Linked DNA regions of Mus musculus: all the other regions are linked to region 4. A link is a contact called in public Hi-C, HiCAR-type, HiChIP or PLAC-seq and promoter capture Hi-C data. All regions are on one chromosome and are shown on one strand. Each heading gives the region's core, a stretch centred on a gene start, on an enhancer-like site or on the middle of the called end of the contact. The rest is flanking DNA. Distances are from core to core; before and after follow the strand shown. Region 1 has its middle 31 kb from the start of Gm35284. Region 2 has its middle 25 kb from the start of Gm35284. Region 3 has its middle 76 kb from the start of Gm52184. Region 4 holds the start of Tafa5 (TAFA chemokine like family member 5). Region 5 has its middle 65 kb from the start of Gm35284. Region 6 has its middle 31 kb from the start of 4930543I03Rik. Region 7 has its middle 57 kb from the start of Gm35284.

Region 1 (2,700 bases), core at 53-2,552, 610 kb after region 4:
GTTCCTTTCACTCAAACCCTCCCTGGTACTTGTCCCTTTTACCCAAGCCTTCCATTACTGAGGCCACCTCATGAGGTTTTCTGTCTGTCAGTACACCCCCCACCCTGCTTGCTCTGAGAACAGAGACCACATCCAGCTTAAAGGCTGCTCTGCCCAGAACCTGGCTCCCAGCTTGAGATGTGTGGGCTGATCGCATCTCTCTGTCCACGTGACCCTGCTCTCACCGGTGTCATTTCTAATGTGTGAAATAGTAACTGATAAACCTGTTACATTCCTTGTAAGATTGGAATGGCTCAGCTCATGTGAAAAGCATGGAATGGCATTTGGCACATCTCAAACAAGCAATTGATGCTAGGTGCAGTTATTGGACAGCATGACTGAACTACTCCAACACTACAGATATCTAAGACACTGCCTTCCCCTCTCCTACTGCCATGCTGAATTCATCCAAATCCTTAAATATGGTTCATTCCCTTGACCACTTCCCATTCAGCAACTAGTTGTTTCTCCTGCCATAAGCAGATACTGTCCATCCTACACACACCTGCCACTGAGTCCTTCCCCACTTTATTTACATATGACTTAAATGTCTCTCCGCCTGTATGATATCTACCCCTTTGCCCTGTACCCAAGGCCCAGCCCATTCCAGGAGTCGCAGTGCAAACATTAGGAGACCACATCCTGTTCAGACACCTAAAGGCAGATTATAAGGAACATGGCTCTTATCAGGATGTCGCTCACTACATGCAGCCTCAATGCATGCTGGAAAGAGTGGAAGGATGACATGCGGACTGCCTCTAGGCCTGATGCAATACATGAGACCAGGCTCCAAGGTTGACATATAGCAACAAAAACCAAAAACCAAAAAGACCTCAGCCTCTGCTGGAGAACAAAGCAGCTTGAATTTTCAGGACATCAAGGTTTGCAGGAGAGCAAGTGTTCGGGGCGCTGTCTATGGTGCTGAATAGAATCCACCTCATCCACCCGAGGAAGAGCTTGTCTTTGCATTCAGACTCTATCTCTCCATGCAATTCTGTGGGCATTCCCTGAGTCTAGGAAAGGGATGTTTAATATGCAGCATGCTTCCCACAGTCCCCTATTCTAGGGATGGGGGGGGGGACGACACTGGCCTCTCCACGGTGGGGAGGTGGCCGTCTTCTGAAGCCATCCTGGCTGGCTTACTCAGAAAGTGATTTCCCCCAGGATCAGATAAAATGTGTCTGTGCAGCCCTAGCCAGGCTGTAGCAGAGAGATATCCTCGGCCCCACTCACGGTTGGCAAATCCCACAGATGGCAACTCGATCAAACGGCAGTGTCTGGACTAAGCTCCTTATCGCGTCCCATCTGTGGGGGCTCTTGAAGCATTTCTGTGGGAGAATAGCATCCTCTCCTCGTGCCTCCTTCTGCTCACAAAATTCCAGTTACCCCACCAGGAGGAAGCTCGGCTTTTGTTCAAGCCCTAGGCTTTGGGTACAGGAAAGTCTCACCTAGGCAGTGTGGCTACCTGTGCCTGCTTAGGGCTCACCTGTCAGCCCCCTGGGAGCATGTGAGGGGACATGCAGATGAGATGGGTGGTCTCTTTGTGTCTGCAAAGTGTTACTGCTTAGTTACACTATAGAGAATCACCCAGCTAGGAAGAGACAGTTAGGACCTGTGACTTCCCAGACTCTCTTGAGCACAAGTCATCCACAAATATTTTCAACCTGTGGTGAAATATTCACTTCATTTGTCTCTCCACTATTATTGGATTTCTACCGGCAGTCTTGGGATGCATGAGGTAGGCGAGATAATTCCAGCCTTTAAGACATCATCTAAAGGCTTACTGGAGGTTTTAAGTTGTGGTTATTTCCCAGGGACTGTAAAAAAAAAAAAAAGGTTGATTTCTTTTTCCCCATCTTCCAATCCTATTTTGAGAAGCTGCAATGCCCTTACATTTTTAGTCCAGGAGCTTGGAGCTTCATAAGCCACACCATGCGCCTGGTCCAAGCAGGTGTAGAATCTGGATACTGTCAGAGAACCCCAGAGCCAGAACTCTGCATATAGCCCGGCAGAAATAAAGCACATGATAGTTAATTCAGATGGAATTTCTTTCAAGGTGCCTTAAGCGGAACATTTTGACAATTCCTCCCTCTCCTGAAGCAATCTTTTAGCCCTGGTAGGGTGCTTCTGGGGACACTTCATGTCACTTTGGTCAACAGGGCTCAGTAAATTGTATCCCTTGTATGTTTATGGGCTAGAAGGGACCTGAGATCCATAGGCAGGCTCAGGTAAAGAGGGGCAACCATGCTTCACACTGACCTGTGGTGTCTCTGGACCTCTTAGAGGCTGCCCTAATATAACTTCTGTGCATCCAGCATGAAGCCCTGCCATGTGCCCAGCTTCCACAACTCATGATAGATGGATCCTGGTCCTACCTCCGCCAAGGGCTGAGAACCCAACACATTTGGCAACTGATGTCAGCCACACTCTGACTTAGCCTCGTCACATGTTCAGAATCTCAGATAGCACTGTGTCCACACAGGACTCTCTAGTACCCGCCTGGGTGTCTCCAGAGCATTGGAGAAGAGAGGGTGGAAAGTTGGAAAGGGCTGCTTGTGTGTCACTCACAGGCAGCTGCTGCAGAATAGCAGGCACCTACTTACAGAAGGGGATGGGAACCTCTCAGGCAGAGCAGAGATACATACACCAATAAAGCTGTGA
Region 2 (3,010 bases), core at 439-2,938, 670 kb after region 4:
GGGTTCAGTGTGTCTCTTACATTTTCGTGTGTGTGTGTGTGTGTGTACAATGTGTGTGAGTGTGTGTGTTTGTGGATATCTATGCATGAGTGTGTGTGAATGTGTGTTTTGTATGTGTGAGTATGCATGTGTGTATGAGTGTGTGTATGTGTGTATATATGTGTTTCTGTGTGTGAGTGACTGAGTGTGTGTGTGTGCAAGAGAGAGAGAGAGAGAGAGAGAGAGAGAGAGAGACCTCACTTGTTTCTCCACTGAATACTGATGGTTGTAACAATGTGAACTCAGGTCTGCTTGACTTCAGAGCCTTTGTGTAGTGACAGATGTCTACATATTTCACCTAGTACATCCTTGTAGCCATGGACACCTGGAACGTCCCTAGTACCCTGTCATATGCACATATGATGTCCCCACACTGTGGACCTTACAGATTCCCCTGGCTTTTTGCCCAGGAGAAGGCTTTCTGTATCACAGGAACACCAGAGTTACCTTCACTTGGTTTGGCCATTCCACTCCCAGGCTGGAGGGACAGGCCAGGCCCATCAGGAACACGGCGGTGGGGAAGGACTTCATTCTGCTGTATTCTCAACCAACATTGCCCACCAGATGGGTGCAGTGTATGTAATTTGAAATAGGCCATAGCCACATAGCCCTGGCAGCCTAGAACCAGTGGTTTTCAAGTTTCCCTTTTAGTTATTTGCTCTCTCTCTCTCTCTCTCTCTCTCTCTCTCTCTCTCTCTCTGTGTGTGTGTGTGTGTGTGTGTGTGTGTGTGTGTGTGTGTGTATACTTGCTTCCGTGGTGTCATGTGTGTGGAAGTCAGTTCTCTCATCCCACCACATGACACCACGGTCATCAGCCTTGGCAACCTCACTGATTGAGCCAACTTCCTGGCCCTCTTGTCTTTATGTCTTTGGTTTTCTATTCTCCCTTCCTACTGTATATGTGTACTTACTGCTGAGTTTTTAAGACACAAACATCTCCCCAGCCTGTACCCTGGTAAACAAAAACCTTTATCCCTGAACCCCAATATGATCCTTAGTGGCTCCCACCCACACACATGAAAATATACCTACAGACAAGCACATACCACACATATATTACAAAAAGGAAAAATATTATAAAAATCAAGTGTGACTCTACAGGCCTCTCTATGATCTTTGAGTCAAGGAGCGGTAAGATGATCAGAAATGAAAGGCCATCCTTGGTTGCATTCAAGGGCAGCTTGGGATCTTTGAGAACCTGCTGAAGAAGGAAAGAAAGAACAGATGGGAGGGAGGGAGGGAGGGAGGGAGGGAGGGAGGGAGGGAGGGAGGGAGGGAATGGATGAGTGAAGATGGGAGGGGGAGGGGAAGCAACAGGAAGGAAGGAAAGGGGATAGGAAAGAAGGGGAGCAAAGGGGGGGTGGAGAGGGGCCTGGGCGAATGGAAAGGAAGAGGGGAGGGGACAGGAAGGGATGAAAGGAAAGAAAAGGGAAATAATGAGAGATAGGGGAGAGGAGGAGAGGGCAGGAGTCAGCAAGGACTCATAGGCCTGGCACCACTTACAGGTCAGTGGAAGATAAATGTATTCACAGCTAATCAACCCTTAACAAACTCTAGGCAAGATCAGTGATGGGAGGGACTGCAGCTCAGATCTCGGCCCTGGGGTCAGGGGAGCGGTGGGAGGGGCAGGGGGTGGGGGGAGCAGTGGGAGGAGCAGGGGCAGCTTCCAGTGAGATGCAGCTTGACCTCTGACACCCAGCGGAACAGACTCCAGTATAACTCAGGAAGCCTGAAAGCAAAGACCCGGGTGAGTGAGATTCCTCCCAAGATCCCTTTCACAGAATCAGCAGAGACAGAAGGGGGCAGCGCCTGGAGATATCAGGGAGACAGGTTCACACTTTAGAGCTACGAAGGCCTAGATAGGATCAAAGGGGCCAGGATGGAGAGGCACAAAGGAGAGCAGCCTGGGGTGACTCTGTACAGCGGAGGTCTCTAGAGACACGCTGACCAACCCACACACGGGCTTCGGGCTTCGTGTCCTTCACTTCGTGTATTTTATAACTTGGAGAAGAAAATAAGGAACTGTTAAGCAGGGATGGGGAGACGAGAAGAGAAGCAGAAAAAAAAAGAAGAGGGAGAAAGAGAACCGGAAGAGGGGAAAAGAGGAGGGAGACGGGGAAAAGAAGGAAGGAGGGACGCAAGAAGGAAGAAGGAAGCAGAGAGAGGAGGGAGGAGAGGTGGAGGAATGCAGGAACTTGAAACAGAGGCCAGTGTCACAGTACAGGGAGGGAGAGGATCTGTGGCCTGCCAGCCTCAGTTCTGCAAGCCGTGGGGAGCCCAGGGTGCTTGTTCCTAATAAGAAAGGCAGACAGCAATGGAAATTCCCACAGACTAAAGAACTGCATCATTAAAAGGCGCCATAGGGGTGTTTAAGTGGGTTATTCCACCAAGAGGGTCCTTTTGTTTTGTTTTGCTTTGCTTTGTTTTGTCTCTTCATCACACACAAATCAGGACTGCATCACTGGCCTGAGTGTGTTTTAAGGACGCTGCGTGCTGTGTTGGCAGAGCGAACTATCATTTCAGGGAGAGTGCGGGGATGCACATGTCTCCAAAATAGCGTCTCACAATCTAAAGAGCACAACAGACAGAATTATGAGCGAAAATAGAGAGGAAATTTATCACTCGGGATCTCAGCGAAGGCCTCCTAGAAGCTAGCCGGTCAGAGGAGCAACAGCAACAACAACACAAAGGTGTAAATAAAAGACTATAAATACACGTAAACTTTGAATGGCAGGATTAAGACCAAAGCAAAATGCCGGTGTGTGCAGGGTGCTTTCATAGGGTGAGGGTCAAGGCTGAGGACCCCTAACCCACGGGCAAGGGGAAACTGTTGAAACCATTGACAGATGACCAGCAAACAGCACTGCATGTACAAAGTGCAAAATGCCATCCTGCTAAGAAAGACTTAGCAGGGAAACAGGAGAGCATTAAGAGACTCACAACACAGTAGGGCTGCACCTCAGTGGAGACT
Region 3 (2,842 bases), core at 54-2,553, 730 kb after region 4:
GCAAGGTCAGAGTAGAGCAGTCTTCCTCAATAACACTCTACCCTAATGGCTTGGACAAGGGTCTCTCACTGAACTGGAATTAATTATTTAACCAGCAAGCTCTGGAGACTCACAGGTGTCTGCCCCCCAGTGCTGTGTTTACAGGCACACACACCTGGGTGCTTGAGATTTGACCCCAGGTCCTCAGGATGAGACAGTGAGCCATTTCTCCAACCTGGGTTCTTGTCTTCTCAGTTTGAAGCCATTCTGTTCTCGTTCCAAGTTGTTTATTGACATGCTTGGTGGGTGAGTGTTCACTTCTGCTAGCTCTGTAATTAACTTCTAGTTTTCCTGCTTGTAGTAAGAGAGGGCTGGATGGATCATTTCTGTGCTCCGGACTTAATGAGAGGCTCTTTGTAGCAATAGACATGCTCAATTTGCAGGCTGTTCCATGTACTTTTAAAAGACAATGTATTCTCAATTACCAGAGGTCAGAGTTCAATGTGCCATTGTAGGCTCTGCCCCATTGGTCCCGTCATTGACGGCTTCCATCTTCCTTCTAATAATGGCTAGTCGTGAATTGAGAGAGGCATGGTGAGTTCCCCATTCACTACTTGTTTATTTCTCCTAGCTGTGACTCTGACTCCTATTAGTGCCTCTAGTGTACCCTTCAGCTGCTGTCCTTTGCTGGTCCTCCCACGCTAATGTGCGCGCACGTGTGTGTGTGTGTGTGTGTGTGTGTGTGTGTGCGTGCACGTGCACATGTGTGTGTGTGTAAAAGATGCAGTGCCTTCTACAAAGTATAACTGGGACTCTTTAAGTCCCCCAAAGGAGCCAAGACTAGGGTGACCTGTCTCATAATACATATCTCATAATACATAGGTCACCAAAAAAAAATTAATGTGATAAGTAGGTGAAGGCATGTTGGTGTTAATTAACTGGATTTAATTTTCCCATAATGTCTACTTACATGGAAACATTGCATCGCATCCATAAACACACATGTATCAGTGCACAAGTATGCGCACACACACACACATGCACATGTGCACTCTTGTGTACACACACACATACACACACATGTGCACTCTTGTGTACACACACACACATACACCCTCTATGCTGCTTCTAGCATTTTCTTTCTCTCTGGCACACATGCAAGCATCTTCTCTCTGACAGACATTTAACACTTACGTCATCCACATCCTTCCTGACCCCGGTCTCCAGTTCAAGCATCCTGCCCTTCTCCCTCTCTCCTCTGTCCCAGATCACCATGCTCAGCCTCTATGATCAGCCATATGTCTCTCCCCTTTACACACTCCCTCTTGGCCTACACTCAGCTTGATGAATGCCTAGCCTCTGAGAGGGTAGGGCTCATCTCTCTCCCATCCCACCCTGGCTCCATGGGTGCCTGCTGTGGCCTCCAGCTGGTCGTCCTCCTCCCTCCCCTTCCCTTCTATCATCTTGGTGAGTCAAACTAGTTCTCCAGCAGACGCTGAGGAAAGCCCCGAGGACAGCATCTTCGGGCTTTCATGTGATGTGCAGTGACAGGCAGCCTGGCTCACTCTGCTTTCTCCGTGTATCTTAAATCTGTGTCCCCAATTCCATCTGGTACAAAGACTTGTCAAAAGACTGGCATCTGTCTGAGTTTTTCTTTGCTCTGTGAGAATTCTGCTCTTCTTGCCTGGAGGACAGCGACAGTTCTTTCAGTAGAGCCCAACAGCTTCAGAGAGTGTGGTTTGCTGTGGTCCGTTCTGGGTGGACTTCCCCAAACGTGGCTATATCCTTTTGTAACACTGAGGCCTTCTGGTATTTCAGGAGGTTGTGCTTGGTTGCAAATACTGCTTCTCTAGTCTTTGTGCCCCAACTTCTCCAAAGTAATTCATGCTTAATCTTTAGTCCAGTCTTTCTTTTAGTACATATTTTATACATATATATGTGTGTGTGTGTGTGTGCACAGTCATGCATGTGCATGTGCACACATGTGTGGAAGTCACAGGACAATTTGTGGGAAGCAGCCCTTTACTGCTACGATGTCGGTCCTTACGGTTGAACTCAGGACATCCAGCTTGGCTGAAAGCACATTTATTCACTGAGGCCTCATGGCAGGCTCTTGCCCAGTCTTCTACATGTGAACTTCCAGAAATTCTTATCGTCCCTTCATCTTTGTATTTCTGGTTTCTCTGATGGCATTATCTGTGAGCATCATCTTATTCTGACATCCTGTCTAATTCCATCTTTCTTAAAAAAACAAAACAAAACAAAAAACAATTCCTTCACTTGTTTCTGTATACGAAGGCACACGATTCCATTAGTCTTCACTCTGTCCAATCATTTCATTCATGTCTAATTTTAATTCTGGTAAACACTCACAGTGGCCTGGCCAAGTTGACAATAAAATCAATTATCACAGTGTTAAACAGTAGCTGCCATCTGTGAAGACAACAGCATTCCAAGACCAGGATGTGAGCGAGGGAAGGGCAGCTCTCACACTGAACATTACAGAGCCATCCCACCCAGCATCTGGGGCAGGGTCACTTCCTGTGTTGACAAATGTGGCATTTCAAGATGCCAGTGATCTTATCTTTAACTAACTATGCCTACCCAGACCGGGCTGTACCGGCCTCCCTCGAGCACTGCAACACACACACAGGGATGGGGGTCACTTAAAGGCAGATGTGCAGGAGGAGGCGAATTTCATCTAAAATGTCACTGTGATTTATAGACTATATTTCCTGGGAAAAGTGCAAAGATTTATTCCCGAGAGACAGGCCATTTGTAAACACAGAGCGTGGAGGTGTGTGTGTGGGCTGGTAAGCCCATAGGGGTTTCAGCCATATGTCCAAAAATGCAGGGCCTTCCA
Region 4 (2,784 bases), core at 193-2,692:
AGGACTCTGATGACATATTCGGCCTCGACTTGAGTCTCAAGACTGCTGCAATTTCATTTCAGAGCTAGGATTGGGAACTAGGAGGCCCCAGGCTCGAGCGATGGCCGGGGAAAGGAGGGAGGAGTGAGAGGAACCACTTGGTGATGGCCTTTTATTTTAAATTAGTAAAGAATCCATATTTTGTCATCACCTCCCTTGCCTGTGGCATTTTTTTCATGACAGGTGTTCACTGGCACTAGTTTTTCTTCCCGCAGAGACGGGAAGGAAGGCAGAAACTGTAACCAGGCAAGCGCCCATCTCTTATAGAGCCTATGCCCGGGACTCTAACCAGCCTCTACCCACCCCAACAGCTTCCGACAGTCAGCAGACACCAGCCAAGATGATGCCTACCCATACTACACCAGCCCCAAGACTGTACCCAGGACTCAGATTATCGGTACCCAGATAAGACCTACTGATAAGATCACCCATCGTCCGGGTCCCAGCCTAAGCCCAGCTCCAGAACCCCGTGCCAGGCTCCGACCAGCCCGCACCTCCCTCCGCAGCCCTTGCCAGACCCACTGGGTCGTCAGTTCATTCCTCCGAACCACCCTTGCAGCGGTAGCGGGCCCTCCCCTCCAGAGGCATCCGTTCCCTTACTTCTCCTTTTACAGAAAGCATCTGGCGAGCCCGCTTCCTAGCAAGGCAGAGGCTCCACCACGCGTCGGAGGAACCCAAGCCGCGGTCCTGCCCGAGGAGTCCCGCTCGGGCTCGGTTGCTGCGTCCCCATAAGTCCCCGGAGGGAGTGTCGCCGGCGGGAAGCTCCGCTCGGTCGCTAGCCTGGGCCGGAGCGGCGACCGCACGGCGGACACCGGGCACCGCCGCGCAGGGACGCGCTGTGCCTGCCTGGGCCTGATGCCGGCCCTGCTGGCTAGTCCGCGGAAGCTCGCCGGGGCTGCTGTGCCCGGCCGCGGAGTGTCTGGACCCCGGAGCCGCCTGCACCAAGCCCTCCCGGGCCAGCGGAACAGCGGCCAAGACCCGGGACCGCGCGCCACGCGCTCGCAACTCCGCACCGACGCGGGGCGCCCCGCCGGGGCTGGGGCTGGGGCCGCTTGGAGGACCCGAGGCCCTTATGGGGCCCGGGTGCACGGTACTCACTGCAGTAGGCGATGAGCAGGCTGGCCAGGATCATGAATGCCCAAAAAGTTGAGGACATGCTGGGCAGGGCGGTCGCATCTTGCCGGCTGCTGGTCCTGGGCGATGGCGCCATTGAAGCCGCGGTGCCCGCGCGGGGGGCAGCAGCGCTTCTCAGCAGCCGGCCCTGCCCGCGCCCCCGCGCCGGCCTCCACGTGCGGGCCCCGCGCGTGCCATCCTCCTCCTCGTCCTCCTCCTCCTCCTCTTCCTCGTCCTCCTCCTCCTCCTCCTTCTCCGCCGCCGCCGCCGCGCCCGGGCCCCGGCCCACTGCGCCCCGCGCCGCCCGCCCCGCGCCGCGCCCGCGCCGCCCGCGCCCGTGCTCGCCCGCCCGGGGACGCCAGCCCGCGGCTCTGGGCGTCGCTGCGCGCCCCGGCTCAGCGCGCCCCGTCACCAGTACGAGGGGCGCGCCTGGAGCGCGTGCCCGGCGTGGCGGGGCCTCGCACTGGCCCGGGACCGGCGAGGGAGGCGAGCAGAGGGGACGCCGCGCCCTAGCCGAGCCTCTGGATGGCGACAGAGACGGCCCAGCATCCTCGTAGCCTGGGCTCTGGGCGCGCAAGACCCTCAGGGCCAGCGGGAAGTTAGGTGACTTGGGACCCCCTTCCCCCCCCCCCCCCCCCACGCGAGAGTCTTCCACCAAAGGCCTGGGACGCTGGGGTCCCAGACCTTGTTTGGTATTGATCCGGAAAGTGAACCGAAAGTTTATTCAAAGCAAATAATGCTTTCAGCCTGTTTCCCATTTGTGCCCAGCACCAGGGCTCCTGAGTATGCCTTGTTGCTCTGAGCCCACCAGAGAGCATCTGAGCGCACCTGCACCCTGTCTCTAGAACTTGCCATCCTGTGGGCTCTGTGTGTCTACCCTAAGAAGACATTCCTTTGCATCTTCCTGATGCACTTCCTTGACTCCCGTGTACCACAGCCTCTGCCCCCAGGCCATGGCCTGTGGTTCCTCTCTCTCATCCATTTTCCAGAGTGTGTGCAGGATAAAGTCCCTGGTCTGGTTTTCTGAGGAGGGTAGCGAAGACTACAACTCTGATGTGCATTCCTGCCGTTGGACAACGGGTTTGCCCCTGTAAACCAGCGGAATCGGGTCACTTCCACTTTCCCTTGTAAGTTCCTTGCACTCCAGGAAGAAACTCTAAAAGCTGGTGTTTTCCCCAGGTGGCCCTGTAGGTCCATGGCCATGAAGGTCGATTCCATTCCCTTCCTGTGCACCAGTGAACATGCTAACAGCAGGCCCAGTTAGGCTTCTCATTGGTGTTTGTTCTGCATGGGAAGGGGTGGTACCCCCACACAAGATCTCATTAGAAATGGAGGCTTTTCCCCACAAGCTACTTGGTGCATACCAGCATAAGCCTTTCCCCTTGCACCCTGGTCCAGTGTGGCATTTAAACAGACCAGGACATAGAGAACGTTGCTGAGGGGCTGAAGGAGGGCAAGTACCCAGGTTGTATACATACGCAGACACATACGCACTCCACATGCGCACCATGTTCATGCACACACGCACACCACATAGCTGAACTCCATACACACTCCACTTGGATACATGCATGCCACAAGCTTGTTTCTACACAAGCTACATGTATATCATGTGGCTATAGGCACACACTC
Region 5 (2,781 bases), core at 27-2,526, 710 kb after region 4:
TGGTTTTCTGTGTCAACTCAACACAATCTAGAGTCATCGGAGAGGAAGGAGCCTCAGTTGAGGAAATGCCTCCATGAGATCCAGCTGTAAGGCACTTTCTCAATTAGTGATCAATGGGGGAGGACCATCCCTGGGTTTGGCTATCCCTGGGCTGATAGTCTTGGGTTCTATAAGAAAGCAAGCTGAGCAAGCCATGAGGAGCAAGTCAGAAAGCAGCACCCCTCCATGGCCTCTGCATCAGCTCCTGCCTCCAGGATCCTGCCCTGTTTGAGTTCCTGTCCTGACTTCCTCCAGTGATGGACTATGATCTGGAAGTGTAAGCCGAATTAACCCTTTCCTCCCCCAACTTGCTTTTTGTCATGGTGTTTTCATCGCAGCAGTAAAATCCTAAGACAGAATCTAAGCATGAAGACCTGACTGAAATCCTCAGAAACACATCTTAAAAAAAAACAAAAAACAAAAAAACAAAACAAAAAAACCCCAACTGGCTGGGCAGTGGTGGTGCACGCCTTTAATCCCAGCACTTGGGAGGCAGAGGCAGGCAGATTTCTCAGTTTGAGGTCAGCCTGGTCTACAGAGTGAGTTCCAAGAGAGCCAGGGCTACACAGAGAAACCCTGTCTCAAGCCCTCCCTTCCCCTCCCCGCAAAAAAGATTAAAACTGGGAATGCTTTTACAGCCTGTGCTGGGGTGGTGTGTGTGTGCATGTGTGTGTGTGTGTGTGTGTGTGCGTGCGTGCACGCGTGTGCACATGTATATGTGCATGTGTATGCATGTACATGTGTTATGAATGTGTGTGCATTTGTGTGCACATATGTGTATATGTGTGTGCATGTGTGTCCATGTATATGTATGTGTATGTGCATGCACATATGTGTGTATGAATGTGTGTGCATTGCACGCACTTGTGTGTGTGTGTGTGTGTGTGCATGTGTGCATGCACGCATGTGCGAGTGCACATATGCAGGTTATCAGGCATACAGGGGCACACCATCTCTCAGGCCCACACATACCTGCCCCCTTCAGGCGAGTGGTTCAGAGTCTGGGGCTGCAGGGAAGCCTTTTCTTCTTTTCTGCTTTCTTCCTCTGCCTGGGGGCGGGGGCAACCTCTGTCTGCTCCAGGAGGACAATTTGAAGCAACGCTGGCAGAACAAAACCCCAGCCTAATACCTTTCCACAAAGCATATTGCTTTCAGTAGCTGCAGCATCTGGGAGTCCAGCAGCAGATCCCCAGACAGGCAGCCAGAGCAGGGTTATTTTTAAACTATATCACAGCTCAGGATCTGTGCAGAGCGGGCCGAGAGCCAAGCAGCTGCACTGCTTTCCCCAGCAAACACCTAGCTCCCTGCTCCAGCAGCCTGCCGGCATCCTTCCTCGGAGTGTAAGATTCCAGCACCAGTGTGCACCCTCCTGGAATTCTTTTCAAGTTAGCGGTGCAGTCTGTATTTTCCCCCTAGCTATTACTATAGCACCCAAAGCAGGCCCATGCCAAATGACAGAGAGAAAACTACAACAAATAGCCATTATTATGCTGAATGGTGGGCACGATAACACCACATCTGGATGCCTGTCAGTGTTTCTTACAGTTTGAGGGAATTTTCACTTCTGGCTCAGCTACTTGGCAAAAGTTAAATGCTAACACTCAAGATGAAAAGCACACGAGAAGCACAAAAAAAATCGCCTTACATCATGAGGCAAAAGCACCCTGGTGGGTACGCGGCAGCCAATGAGCTTTCCTGGGGATGACAGGCGCATGCTAACAAGTGCTCATTTGTCACCGTCATCACCATCATTATCATCTCTATCATCACCATCATCATCATCATCGCCATCATCATCCACATCCTCTCAACTATGGAGATGATCAGCATACCTCAGTATTCTCTCTTTAACCACTGACACAGCAGCAGCTAAAAACCACTTCTCTGCTTGCTGGGTTTTACCCACCGGTCCTCACCACAAACGTGCACCAATAAGCTCTGGATACTTCTTTCAGTGAAGAGCTATAAACTATAAGATTATATATTAGTATAAGGCCGAACCTAGATATCTGTAATGCCCAGGTCCTCTCCGTCATACCACCTCACTTCTTAGTGAACTAAACCCTCTTCAAGCACACAATACGTCAGTGACAAGAGCTGCTGGCAACCGGCTCACTTCCCTCCCAGTAGAGCAGAAAATAGCTTCTGCCGAGGGTTATTCATCCAACCCACTCAGTGTCTAATTTCCAGATGATCTCTCATGGATGTCCTTTCGAAGTTAGAGCTTTGCTGGGGAACTTGTGGAGACCACAGAGACTGATGGCTACTAAGGGCTACCCCTGGGGCCTTGAGATGCTTCTGAGTGTGTGGGTATTGCATGGGCATGTGTCGTTCTGACCCCAGGAAATGTCTTTGCCCAAGGACTTTATGTTTTTGCAATAGGAACTCTGAGGCAGGACGACCCACGTCCAGTCCATGTTCTTCCACTGATTAGCCTTAGACGAATGTCAGTGATGTTATGTCCTGGGAAGCACCTGGATTCCTGGTGCCCTCATGTCCTCTTCCCAACACGTCCTCCTGAAAGCCAATGGAGCTCACCAGCAGAGCCTTTTCTCACCGTGTCCCTCTCCTCTTTCCAAGTTCCCTGCTGGACCCCACTCTTGAACCTTGCGCCACACTGGCAGCAGTGGCAGCCCCTGCTCTGGATTCAACTGTTCTGAGAAAACAAACCTGAGGTCTCAGACCAGCCTTTGACCTTTTCGCTCTTCTCCCAAGCTGTTTCCATGACCTCCCTGAGTTCTG
Region 6 (2,806 bases), core at 280-2,779, 870 kb after region 4:
CCAACATGTGGGTCCTTCAAATTTCAGGGGCTGCTGTGACAGAGTGAAGAGGGTTTTGTTTTTTGTTTTTTGTTTTAATTATTAGTTTATTTCTTAACATCCCAAATGCTACTTCCTTTTCTAGGCCCCCCTTCCAGAGTCCCTTGTCCCATCACCCCCACTTTGCCTCTGAGAGGGTACCCACCCCTCAGGTATCCCCCAATCCATGGTGCATCAAGTCTCTATGGGATTAGGTGCATCCTCTCCCACTGAGGCCAAACAAGGAAGCCCCATGCTACATATGTGTCAGACCCATGTAGCTCAGCCTCTAGGAGCTCCCAGGGATCCAGGTTAGTTAACACTGTTAGTCTTCCCATGGGGTTCCCATCCCCTTCAGGGCCTTCAATCCTTCCTCCAACTCTTCTATAAGGGTTCCTGACTTCCATCCAATGTTTGGCTGTGGGTATCTGTATCTGTTTCAGTCAGCTGCTGGGTAGAGCCTCTCGGGGGACAGCCATGCTAGGCTCCTGTCTGTAAGCAAAACAGAGTGAAGAGTTGAGGGTATGAAGGATAGTGGCGTGAGACCCCTATAAAAAGAGACTTTCTGCATTTTCCAGTCCACTTTCTGCCCAGGAGGGGATGGTGGTCCTCCGTCTCTGAGATGCAGTGCTCACCAGACAACCTGCCAGCATCTTAATCTTGCTCTTCCAAGCCAGAGGGACCATGAGAAATAACTTCTTGTTCTTTATAACACTCCTACTCTCGGGCATTCTGTTACAGCAGCACAAATGGGGTTGAATGCCCTACTTTGCCAAATCCTGACAGAAGGGTTGGTGCACCTGAGGTTCATGAGGGAAGGTCATTCTCATGTCACTCAGACTCCTCTTCCAGCCCTGAGCGTCACTGGGCAATGAGGCTCCCTTCAGACACCAGGTGGAAGACTGGCTTCCACTCGATCAGGAAGCTGGCGGGGCCACTGAGGTCACAGGTGGGCAATCAGGGAAGGAGGCATGCTGGGGGAAGGAGCCTCCTGAGGTCATCTTTCTGCGAATGCTTGTTAATAAGGCAGCATTGAGTCTATTAAGCAGAGTGAAAGGTAACTCTGGCCTATGGGAAAGAACCATTATGCAAATTCCGGGCAGAAGTAGGCTTTTTAAAATGCACATATTTAACTAAAGCATCCAGAGTTCTGGTCATTAGTTTCTTTTGAAAGTGTTCCCAAGAAGGCATTGTTTCCACCAATTGCCTTGGAAGGAGAGCTAAGGATGTGGGCTCAAATGAGCCAGGGCACCAGCTCCAGATTGCAGCTTTACCCGCTGTGGGGCACTAGAGATGATCTTGAAGTCTCTGAAGCTAATGCTCTCACTATTTGAAAACCCTTTTCAAACCCAATTACTATTCTTCTGGAATTTTGAGTTAGCAGAGCCTCCCGAGGTGGAGCTGTCCAGAGGCACGCGGTGCTGACGGCTGGCACCGGTGCTGATGGCTGGCAGGATCACCAAGTTCCAGTATCCACCTGCACCATCCGATCTGTGGGTGGCGGGATGTCTGCTCCGCAGCCATGGAAACTGCTCTCAGAAAAGCAATTAGTGCACAGGTGTGTGCTTTAGAGCTGTGATGTTTGGAATTTATTTATAACTGTAAAAGCAATTAGTCTACATAATGAGCTAATCACTTACTGGAGTTTCGGCTTCTTTTAGATTCTCACGTAACACGCATGTATCAGGAAAAATTTAGTTTTCTAAATGCCAATAATTAAATCAACTCCAATTTCCTTTCAATTACATTGAGCACAACTATCATAAAGGATTCAGAAATTTACCTGCATGCATGTGCAGGCCCATACAGGCATGCATGCATTTTTTTAAAAGCCCATATCTGCTGATTTATTGAGTACAGTTTGAAGAGACTATGCTAAGATAAATACCGGGCTCAGAGTGGTTGTGGGGGGGGCATGTATTCTTTAACAAACAGGAGTCTGATTTAGAACAATGAGGGATAACTTTAAAGACTGTTGAATGCCACTTACCAGATGAAACAGGAATCCATTTAACTCCCATAACAGCCAAAATGTGCACTATTGTAGCACATTCTATAGCACATGAAGAAACCTGGTCACAGGATGGAAGGAAACTAATACCAAACAAAAATTAGTTACAAACACCAAGTAAAAAATGTGTGTGTGTATGTGTGTGTGTGTGTGTGTGTGTGTGTGTGTGTGTGTGTGTGTGTTTAACACCTGTGAAAGTTCCAGAAAAGAAAGAGCATTTTCCAATTTTAGATGACAAAGCTCAATGGCTTTGCCTCAATACTAGTAAACCCAGGTTTACAACCCCACCTCATCTCCAAGCAAGTGATGGTTTAGATTCAAATCTGGCTGGCTTGATAGACTAGATGCTTCCAGAGATCCTGAGTATCTCCGGGCCACTCAGGAAGCTGTGTCTACCTGATATGTCCCTTCCAAATGGGACACCACACTGCACACCTGGGGCACCAAGACGCCCCCTGCAGGATGCAGCCCCTACCACACCTCGCTTTCCTGTCTCCATTCAAGGAAGCCTGTGTGACTTCTCCAGCGGCTGAGCCTGGAAGGAGAGCAAGTAGCATCTTTGCTCATCCCTGCTGTATCCACTCTTCTCCTCCACGGAACACACAAGTTTGGAATGTTGGGTACCTGAATGCTCTGCCTTTCACCCCTCCTTGATGAAGCTGCTCACACCTCTCTTGGAATTACCTCTTTCCCTTCTGGCTACTTGCTCTTACTCCACAAAGGTCTTGGCTCCTAAATCATTATCAGTTGCAGAACAGGTATCCCCTCTACCATCCC
Region 7 (2,856 bases), core at 242-2,741, 590 kb after region 4:
ACCTTCTGAATAACTCTAAAAAGTACTACTCACGTTCTTCTGGCCCCAGAACAGTTAATCTGCCTATTCTAGACTCTCAGCCCATGAAGGCCTGGGAAGAAGATGGTTGGTCTATTCACCTGCCTTTGAGACAGGACTGTTATGAACATACTGAGCCACACCATCACTGTAAGGTTATCTGTGAGGTCTTGGGTCCATCGACCTGGCTCATCCACTGGTTGGCTTTCAGATGCTGAGGAACACCACCCAATACCAAGCGTGCGGTCCCACAGCCATCTATGCTCACCAACTTGCTTTGTCCTCTTATGAAGCTTAGGACATGATCAATGTCCATCATCTGCAGCAAGGGACACCACATCTAGAGTTGCCAAGAACCTCCCACAACTAGGAATTCAAGTCTTCTAGTCTGTGCAAACTGGTCCATGGTCATGTGACAGATGTCACCAACTGCAGTAAAGCACTTGAAGGATATACAGATGCCACACCCAAGTACTAACCAGGAACTGGGGTTAACACAGCCTGTACATACAGAACCTACAGCCCACCCCCAGCAAAAAGTCCTTTTCTATGACAGGTCCCCTAGAGCCTGGCAGGAAATAGAATATAGTTAACATGAGGGGACACAGTCATGCCCTGTTCTCAAAACAGAAACACTATTGGCTGGCTGTTGCACATGAAGCAAGTCCTGACCTCGATGGAATCATTAGGTCCTGTGAACTATGGGAGCCATAGGCAATAAGTGTGGGACAGATCTGGGGTCTGGTTTTGGAATACTGGGGGTGCTGGAATGTATGGTGAGATCAGAGAGAGAGAGAGAGAGAGAGGGAGAAAGGGAGGGAGGGAGGGAGGGAGGGAGGGAGGGAGGGAGGGAGGGAGGGAGGGAGGGAGGGAGGGAGGGAGGGAGGGAGGGAGGGAGAGAGAGAGAGAGAGACTATCAAATGCTGCCAGTGGTAAATATTCACACAGGAAACAGTAAAATAGTGCCAGAACCCAATGGCACTTGGTATTAGCAGATGAAGCTGCTGGCTGACATTCCTGGTGATCTTGCTGTCCAGACACTTAATATAATTAAGATCCATTGCCATGGAAACAGTAAAATGTTAGGCTCCTATGTAGCTGTGTGTATTCTGCAAAACCGATGTCAGAAGCAGCTGTCTGCACTGGAAAAAGAGAGCTGGTGGAAGATCAGAATCCCTCCCTTCGAAGGGGCTCCAGCTCCTCCATTTCTACCTGCTGCTTCCATCAAAGCAGAGAAGGTCAAGAGTCACAGCATCGTCCTAACTGTTACACATACGCTCGCTCACATCTTCCTCTGTTGGCCCTTAAAGAAAGGCTGGCTTTCAGGTAGCCATTTTTCCTCGGGAGCCTGACATCACTACTACAACAGAGTTGTACAAATTTGAAAGGGCACAGCTTTTCTGCTGCCATGAGTCACTCATCCACACAGCTGTGGAGCCTCAGGCATCCTCCGCTCTAACTCTTAGCCGTTCCCTAGAAAAACATTTTGAGGGAACAGCAGAGGATTCCCCAAGCTTATGCATTGCTTGGCTCTCTTCTGGGCTGAGTCTCTGTTCTAGTCGACATCTTCTGGTGAGCATCACCAGACATGCCCGAGCTCTCTATCTGCGAAACTCTCTGAGTTTCCATGACAATGGACCTTAATTATATAAAGCATATGGACAGCAAGATCACCAGGAATGTCAGCCATGGAGATCAGCTCCTCTTCTTCCTATGGGGTCTCTACAGTGACACCAGTGCAGTGACTAAGGTCACTAGTGACCCAATCTTGGCCTAGATCCACCCTGAGCTCTGAGCAGATATGAGATGTGGCCACTGTCTTTTTTTTTTAACCACACATGGGCACAGGAGACAGGACAGGTGCTAGCCCTGGTTTAAAAGTCTTTGTGTCTTAGCTTCTTCTCACACCACTGTGATAAAGCATCCTGAGAGAAGAAGCTTAAGAGATGAAGAGTTGGGTTTGTGCAAGCTAAGGCCCATCCTTCTCTTCTGGCGATTGTATGGAGATGCCAGAGCCTCTCACTGGTGGTCTTTGCTTTCCCTCCAGAGCTGCTTGGAAAGACTTCCCAAACACCTTTGCAGTTGGTTGGACCTGTGAAAGACAGTGGTGTCACTCGGGCTGGAGGCTGTGGGGATCCTAATTTGTCCTTATATTAGTCAGGGTTCTCTAGAGACGCAGAGCTGAGAGAGTAAGAAGCTACACGCACATACACATAATTGTAAACGATTATGTTAAATAACGTAATATAAATATGTAAATATGAATTTATGATTTGCTCATGTGGCTTACAGGCTGTGCTCCAACTATTCCAACAATGGCTGTCTCTCAATGGGCAGTCCAGGAATCTAATAGCTGTTCAGTCCAACAGCTGGATACTGGATATCTAAGCTGGTCTCCAGTATATACCAAGATCCCAGTCAAGGAATGACCTTACTAGTAAGAGTGAGGCTAACCAGGAAAAGAGCAAGGACTTCCTTCTTCCATGTTCTTTCTATAGGCTGCCACCAGAAGGTGTAGACCCTATTTAGGGTTGGCCATTCATTCCCAAATAATTCAATCAAGTAAAATAAGTCTCTTACTGGTGAGCCCATACATTTGGGTTTTAGTTCATTCCAGATGTAGTCAGGTTGACCACCAAGAATAGACACAGCAGTTGCACTGTTCAATCCCTACAACATGAAAACCCCAAGAGGAACTCTCTGGATTTCTGAGCTACCACAGGAAGGGAGCCCTACGAAAGCCACAGACCCACAATGGATTTCACTGAGTGAGAATCCACCGGAGTGAGTCCAGTCTGTTCCTACGGCACAGCCAACTCTGTACTGAGAGATCTGGGC

What was found. Promoter capture Hi-C pulls out the DNA fragments that hold promoters and counts their contacts. Hi-C and Micro-C count contacts between places; a contact is called where the count stands out from the background. HiCAR-type assays count read pairs that join an accessible place to other places. HiChIP or PLAC-seq counts read pairs in DNA pulled down with a chosen protein or histone mark.
Region 1: a contact with region 4 is called in a promoter capture Hi-C map of hippocampal neurons, with 4 times the contacts expected there. The contact joins the enhancer-like site here to the promoter of Tafa5 in region 4. A contact is called at or near these places in 4 of 39 promoter capture datasets (the C10 cell line, cranial neural crest, hippocampal neurons and 1 more) and 7 of 115 datasets of contacts at active chromatin or transcription factors (VIP interneurons, astrocytes, embryonic forebrain and 4 more).
Region 2: a HiCAR-type map of astrocytes shows a contact between it and region 4, with 3 times the contacts expected there. The contact joins the enhancer-like site here to the promoter of Tafa5 in region 4. A contact is called at or near these places in 6 of 39 promoter capture datasets (embryonic stem cells, hippocampal neurons, liver and 3 more) and 8 of 115 datasets of contacts at active chromatin or transcription factors (astrocytes, embryonic basal ganglia, embryonic forebrain and 5 more).
Region 3: a contact with region 4 is called in a promoter capture Hi-C map of hippocampal neurons, with 4 times the contacts expected there. The contact joins the enhancer-like site here to the promoter of Tafa5 in region 4. A contact is called at or near these places in 4 of 39 promoter capture datasets (hippocampal neurons, liver and pre-B cells), 1 of 484 Hi-C or Micro-C datasets (cerebral cortex) and 5 of 115 datasets of contacts at active chromatin or transcription factors (astrocytes, embryonic forebrain, embryonic hindbrain and 2 more).
Region 5: a contact with region 4 is called in an H3K4me3 HiChIP or PLAC-seq map of forebrain, with 8 times the contacts expected there. The contact joins the enhancer-like site here to the promoter of Tafa5 in region 4. A contact is called at or near these places in 3 of 39 promoter capture datasets (the C10 cell line, hippocampal neurons and liver), 1 of 484 Hi-C or Micro-C datasets (cerebral cortex) and 7 of 115 datasets of contacts at active chromatin or transcription factors (SST interneurons, VIP interneurons, embryonic basal ganglia and 4 more).
Region 6: a contact with region 4 is called in an H3K4me3 HiChIP or PLAC-seq map of forebrain, with 6 times the contacts expected there. The contact joins the enhancer-like site here to the promoter of Tafa5 in region 4. A contact is called at or near these places in 10 of 39 promoter capture datasets (the 3T3-L1 cell line, embryonic stem cells, frontonasal cranial neural crest and 5 more), 2 of 484 Hi-C or Micro-C datasets (cerebellum and cerebral cortex) and 8 of 115 datasets of contacts at active chromatin or transcription factors (astrocytes, embryonic basal ganglia, embryonic forebrain and 5 more).
Region 7: a contact with region 4 is called in a Hi-C map of cortical neurons, with 2.6 times the contacts expected there. The contact joins the enhancer-like site here to the promoter of Tafa5 in region 4. A contact is called at or near these places in 9 of 39 promoter capture datasets (the C10 cell line, the HPC-7 cell line, HPC-7-derived erythroid cells and 5 more), 2 of 484 Hi-C or Micro-C datasets (cerebral cortex and cortical neurons) and 6 of 115 datasets of contacts at active chromatin or transcription factors (VIP interneurons, astrocytes, craniofacial prominence and 3 more).

The regions. Positions count from the first base shown.
Region 1 is chr15:86,931,128-86,933,827 of GRCm38.p6, reverse strand. No RefSeq gene overlaps it. Among named protein-coding and RNA genes, the nearest start is that of Gm35284, 31 kb to the right of the region's middle. Within about 2 kb of position 1,302, at least 8 of the 459 cell types and tissues checked have an H3K27ac peak or open chromatin away from gene starts, as enhancers often do. A contact at or near this core is called in hippocampal neurons, where this site is marked.
Region 2 is chr15:86,874,674-86,877,683 of GRCm38.p6, reverse strand. No RefSeq gene overlaps it. Among named protein-coding and RNA genes, the nearest start is that of Gm35284, 25 kb to the left of the region's middle. Within about 2 kb of position 1,688, at least 30 of the 459 cell types and tissues checked have an H3K27ac peak or open chromatin away from gene starts, as enhancers often do. A contact at or near this core is called in neural tube, where this site is marked.
Region 3 is chr15:86,813,667-86,816,508 of GRCm38.p6, reverse strand. No RefSeq gene overlaps it. Among named protein-coding and RNA genes, the nearest start is that of Gm52184, 76 kb to the right of the region's middle. Within about 2 kb of position 1,303, at least 10 of the 459 cell types and tissues checked have an H3K27ac peak or open chromatin away from gene starts, as enhancers often do. A contact at or near this core is called in hippocampal neurons, where this site is marked.
Region 4 is chr15:87,542,957-87,545,740 of GRCm38.p6, reverse strand. It overlaps Tafa5 (TAFA chemokine like family member 5), which reads right to left and starts at 1,442. Exons shown (of 4, transcript NM_001252310.1): 1 at 1,138-1,442. The coding sequence starts at 1,249. It overlaps Gm35471 (a long non-coding RNA gene), which reads left to right and starts at 1,768. Exons shown (of 3, transcript XR_384322.2): 1 at 1,768-2,279.
Region 5 is chr15:86,834,711-86,837,491 of GRCm38.p6, reverse strand. No RefSeq gene overlaps it. Among named protein-coding and RNA genes, the nearest start is that of Gm35284, 65 kb to the left of the region's middle. Within about 2 kb of position 1,276, at least 33 of the 459 cell types and tissues checked have an H3K27ac peak or open chromatin away from gene starts, as enhancers often do. A contact at or near this core is called in SST interneurons, VIP interneurons, cerebral cortex and 2 more, where this site is marked.
Region 6 is chr15:86,671,899-86,674,704 of GRCm38.p6, reverse strand. No RefSeq gene overlaps it. Among named protein-coding and RNA genes, the nearest start is that of 4930543I03Rik, 31 kb to the left of the region's middle. Within about 2 kb of position 1,529, at least 10 of the 459 cell types and tissues checked have an H3K27ac peak or open chromatin away from gene starts, as enhancers often do. A contact at or near this core is called in forebrain, where this site is marked.
Region 7 is chr15:86,956,691-86,959,546 of GRCm38.p6, reverse strand. No RefSeq gene overlaps it. Among named protein-coding and RNA genes, the nearest start is that of Gm35284, 57 kb to the right of the region's middle. Within about 2 kb of position 1,491, at least 6 of the 459 cell types and tissues checked have an H3K27ac peak or open chromatin away from gene starts, as enhancers often do. A contact at or near this core is called in cortical neurons, where this site is marked.